Regions from separate parts of the Mus musculus genome. Here region 1 is linked to region 2. The links are chromatin contacts, called in public Hi-C maps. All regions are on one chromosome and are shown on one strand. Each heading gives the region's core, a stretch centred on a gene start, on an enhancer-like site or on the middle of the called end of the contact. The rest is flanking DNA. Distances are from core to core; before and after follow the strand shown.

Region 1 (2,700 bases), core at 186-2,685, 170 kb before region 2:
CAATCCCCAGCATCAGTCCTTTCACTGCATTGTTACTAGGTAGGGAAAGTCCTCGAATGTGTCTTCCCTAATTATGCGCATGAGTGTCCAGTGTCAGCTTTGTGAGTGACACATGGTGAGCTGTTGAACTTGAATCCAAGTTTCCCTTCTTCCCTTTCGTCCTCCCCAGCAGGCCTCAGTTCTCACTCACGGAGTCACCAGACAGATGCAGTAAGAGCAATAGAAGCTTTCATGGAAATTGGGTCATAGGAATTGCTTCATAGGATTTGGTCTCGGAATGAGACGTCAGTGTTAAAAGATACCATCCCTCTATGAGTCTGAGAAGCCACCTCATGATTTAGGCTGGAGTCCGGAGTGAGCCTATTGGAAAGAAGTCCACAATGTGATCACAGAGCCTTTAAGATAGCACGCATCCATTTAAGGGAGAAAGAAGGCTCACTTCTCATGCAGAGTATGCATTCTCTCATCACATCCTTCAGCAGATGTTATGGTAGAAGCATAGATTTTTAGCAATTCTTCAAGTTAATCTTTTTGCTTTCCTGGAAAAAAAATGTGCTAATCTAAAGTCATCCAGTTGAGTGGCAGGTCCATCACCAAGATCATAGTTTTGTTATTTTAAATGCTCTAGCATCCTATGTAAATCCCAGTAAGGCAAGATGCTGCCATGGAGTTGGTTCTAGTAATGGGGGGGGGGGGAATCAGACTGTAGCTTAACAGTGAGAATCCCAAGATGATCATGCCACAGAGGGAATGAGGACATTTATCATATGCCAAGCTCATGCCATATACAAAAGCTGTCTGTATGCTTCCCAATCCTCAGATCAAATTTATAAGGGGAGACAGGTTCATTCCATGTTATTGATGAAGATATCAAGACACAGAGCTCTGCAGGTCTTTCCTAGCACTGGAATAAATATAGCCCATCTATAAGCCATCTACTCTGAAGACCCAGAGATGGTAGACTGCCTGTCACAGCTTTGGAAAGGTGAGACTGGCCTTGGTGCATTGCTCCTGGTTTGGCAAGAGCAGCCTTCACCAACCAGATGGAGGAACTACAGATGGCTGCTCCACGATTACATCACCACTCAGGGAAAGTTGGAAGCAGCCACACACCCACTACTCTGCAGTCTCAAATGTAAATTGCCTAGAAAATTGAGCCTTGAGAAGAGAGAGAGAAGGGGAAAAAAACCCCTCATACATTGAACCTTTAGTAGCTCCGCTGACAGGTGGTCTCTGCTGTATCAGGAGTAACATACACATAAAGGGGGGTTTCTGAGGATGGGGAGAACCTTTTGTGAGTTTGGTATTTCTGTCCATAACTAGATCAGGCATCAAAAAGGGGCCAGAAGATGAGGAATTTCACAATACACCAAGGCAGCATCAGAATTGGGTGAGAACAGGTGGACACAATACATGTGGTAAGTTCCGAAAAGAAGACTGAGCCGAACCAGGCTATTCAGAACGTAGCTTGGCAGACCACAGGGAGAAGCATCCAAGGAAAGACCTCTAAGTGGGAGACTGAAAATTTCATGCTTGTTTACTTACCTGTCACTGAATTCAACACATAGTAGGGCAGCTGGAAGTGGTAAGAAGTATATTCTACACTTGTAGAAACTAGACATCTAACCACGGTAGACTCCTGTTCCCTGGGCATGAAACCTCCACTCACTTTGAATGCATCTGGAGAGGGCTCTGTTGTTATCGTCCTTTTCTAAACATGGATCCTGAGTCAGAAAAGCAAAGACAAACCTTTCCAGAATTGGAATTTTACCAGGCTTTTTTTTTTTTTTTTTTAGTCAAACAGATTCAAGTAAATACTGAATTTGCATCTTATAAATGCATACAAACTTGGGATTGAAAATGCAGAGAAATTAGGTCAGTAACTGGCAAGGAGCAGGAGTTGTTCCTTGAGCCACCTCCATTAGACTTATAGGAATGGAAAACTCCAATCTTGCAGCCCCTAACTTTCTGAACTCTTAGTAGTGGAAAGAGTGAAAACTGCAATGATTTTAGCACTTTCTCATCCAGGGCAAAGGTGAATGCATTCTTGAGGAAGACTTGAGTAACCCCCAGTGTCTGGTCTAGACTGAAACGATGAATACCCTGCCATATAACATGAAGTGGGAATAAGTTAATGGTTTGTATTTTGATGAATAGATAGATAGATAGATAGATAGATAGATAGATAGATAGAGATATATGATATATACTCTTGTTTATTGTTATAGACACCCCCAAACACAGACTTCTCATGAGGCCAGAGGATTCACATAGCAAAATGAAAACTGATCCAACAGTAAAACATCTGGATTTAAGAAACTTACTATGAAGACTGTCTTTGGACTCTAAAGTGTGTGTTTGGGAGATTTGCATCCTGGTAACAGCAGAAATGACCAAAATAAGCCACATCTGCAAGAACCATCTGTCGAGAAGCTCACAGAACCACAAAGATATGCTACAAACTCATTGGGGAATGGCGAGTTTCTTCTATTGCCTAATAGTACCAAATTAAACAAATGGTTTAATGGCTGCTATAAACTTGCTCTCCAAACTACTGGTAACTTTTGTGATCACGATCTACGAGCATCCTGTGATTACAAGGAAGACCAGTTGACACAAGCACTGTCAGCAAAAGAACAATTTCATTTCACAGGCTGACACCTTTAGCTTGGTGACTTTCTCGGTACCTGTGCTACGCAT
Region 2 (2,700 bases), core at 129-2,628:
GAAATACTTAAAGGGTTATAGTAAGGGCCCTGCCATGTGAGGCCTGTACAGAGACTGAAGTGCTAGAGGGTATCACTTGTTGGTGTTTCTGCCTGCCTTGTGCTACCACTCACTACTGTGACTCACCGAGGAAAACCAAAAGCTTCCAGAGACTGGCAATTTAAGAGCCTCTTCTCACCTACCCATCATTTCGGTCTGGGTAACTAGCTGATTGATTTGCATGCTCATTCTCACATCATCTCCTTTGTAAGGATGGCCTTTCCACAGTGGACAGGGCTTCTCGTTCCTAGCCTATCGTGTTCACCTCTGAATTCTTGTAGCATTTATAAGGTCTGTCATAATAACAATAAAGCAAAGGTTTTTTTTACTGAGTATTCCTTACATACCCTGTCTTATTCGATACCATCTTTATAGGTCTTTACTTAATCTTCATAACTTTCCAAGCCTATCTAACTATGATAATAAAGCTAGTGATAGCTGGGCATGAACACAGACCTATTGACAGAAAATCCCATGACCTTCCACAACTTCCATCCTCCATCCTTTGGGCTTGGTCATAATATCTTGACTGAATATCATTTTTATATCATGCTATATTTCATTCCATTACACACTGAGTTCCATTCTATGGTAGAGGATCACTTGCTCTATTTGTCTCCAGTGACTATTTTATCTATCATGAAGCAAAGAAGTTCATAGATACTCAATATTTGCAGAAGCACATAGAATAAACATGTATAGTCCTTCAAATCTCTACAAAAACTACCTAGATTAATCCCTCTAGACTGTGGTGCATGAGAAGAGAGACTAGTGTTGGCATTATGGGGAACCAATAAGTCTTCTTGCACAGACTTGCCAAGATTCCTAATTCTCTTAGTGATAAGAAAGACCATGGGAAGCCAGATGTGCACACATACAGTATCAGAGAGAATGTCTAAAGGTAATATCCTAGTCACAAAAGATCTAGTTGGCCTGGAGGCAGGTCTCTAGGAAAATTATCATAAGTTTGTTAATGTAACAGAATCTGCCTATTGAAAGTAGCACCATTCCCTGGGCTTGTGGCTCTGGATTACATAAGAATGGGGGGAGGGAATAAAACAAACAAGCAAAGTAATGACCTTGGATGTATTCATTTTCCCTCTTGACTCATGACTATGGACATGACAAGCTGCTTCAAGTTCCTGTTACCATGACCTCCCCCACAATGGTGGACTGTAACCGCAAATTGTGTGGGGGAAAAAAAACCCCAAAAACCAACTTCACCCACTAAGCTTCTTTTGTCAACGTATTTTATCACAGCAACAAGACAACAAAGCCAAGGCAACTGATTTGACTGTGGCAACTATTGTTCTCTTAGGATCCGAATTACATCTGCCAAGCAGCTCTGGGGTGGCACTTCAGCAGTTTTCTGGGCTCTTTCGCCAAGCTTTAAATAGCTCACTGAGATCATTGAGAATTGGTGCCAAGTGAAAGGCTTCTTTCTGATGGATCTGCTATTAGAGGCCACTGCATTATCAACCTTCAAAGATTTCCTTAACCATAAAGTAATTCTGAATGCAGTGTCAAGAGAAAAGCTCCAACATGCCATAAATCCAATTTAGAAGATACATAAAAATCAAAGGGTGGGTCCACTAGTTTAAATGGCATATGAATTTAATGGTAATGTCACAAACTAATGGACAAAAAAGGATATCCCCAGAATCAAAGGGCTCCAGCATTTCTCAGATAGTGACCTTCAGCCATGTTAACTTACTTTGCCACATCTCAGTCTCTCAGCTCTATAACGAAGCCTGAAAACACCTTGATTCTGAAATCACCTCCAAGATAGCATCTGGGATTGACTGGGTGGCCTGAGCATTCTTCCCATATACCCTATGATTTTAGAGCTCTTGGGGGTTTGCTTTTTATTGTTGTTTCTTCTTGTTTTAGTAGCTGCTTATTGATGTTTTTTAAAATTATTGTTATGCTTTTGTTTTTTGTTTTGTTTCATTTGTTTGTTTGTTGAGACAGGGTTTCTCCTTGTAGCCCTGGCTGTCCTGGAACTCACTCTACAGACCAGGCTGGTCTGGAACTCAGAGATCCCCTGCCCCCTGCCCCCTGCCCCCTGGCCCCGGCCCCCGGCCCCTGGTCCCCACCCCCCCCCCCCCGCCCTCTGCCCTCTGCTTTTTCCTCTGCCTCCTGTTATAATTAAAGGTGTGTGCTACCACCAGGCTTATTGTTATTTTTATGAATGGGTCTTGTATTCACCATATTGCCTACATTAGCTTTGAACCTGAGTTCCTCAGCCTCCTGAATGCTAGATGAGTCACCATACAAAGATATGATATATTTTAGAATCTCTATTATACAAGCGTATCACGCTAACATGCATGTCCCCAGCCTCACTCTACAGAAGGAAGGATGGGTGTCTGGATTACTTTCAGGGTCAGAGAAAAGGCCAGAAGCAGCAAAGATTCAGATTGAAGATGTTCCATTGTTGCTTCCCCGCTGGGCCAGGTAACTCTGCTCTAGGGACTCATGGGCCCTGCCACTTTTCCCATCAGTTACAGCCACGTTCTTTATTATTATTTATATGTTATTTTTTTAAACAGCATAGAATATGTTAGATACCACTTTGACCTTTCTGAACAGCATGGTTTTTGGTTCCCTTCCCCCTGTCTCCCCAGGTCTCTGCTATCCCTGACCCCCTCTGTCTTCTTT

The links. Hi-C and Micro-C count contacts between places; a contact is called where the count stands out from the background.
Region 1: a contact with region 2 is called in a Hi-C map of cerebellar granule neurons, with 2.3 times the contacts expected there. The contact joins two enhancer-like sites. A contact is called at or near these places in 5 of 484 Hi-C or Micro-C datasets (brain, cardiomyocytes, cerebellar granule neurons and 2 more) and 1 of 115 datasets of contacts at active chromatin or transcription factors (cardiomyocytes).

The regions. Positions count from the first base shown.
Region 1 is chr13:101,486,161-101,488,860 of GRCm38.p6, reverse strand. No RefSeq gene overlaps it. Among named protein-coding and RNA genes, the nearest start is that of Gm36475, 53 kb to the left of the region's middle. Within about 2 kb of position 1,435, at least 11 of the 459 cell types and tissues checked have an H3K27ac peak or open chromatin away from gene starts, as enhancers often do. A contact at or near this core is called in cerebellar granule neurons, where this site is marked.
Region 2 is chr13:101,317,484-101,320,183 of GRCm38.p6, reverse strand. No RefSeq gene overlaps it. Among named protein-coding and RNA genes, the nearest start is that of Gm36427, 13 kb to the right of the region's middle. Within about 2 kb of position 1,378, at least 16 of the 459 cell types and tissues checked have an H3K27ac peak or open chromatin away from gene starts, as enhancers often do. A contact at or near this core is called in cerebellar granule neurons, where this site is marked.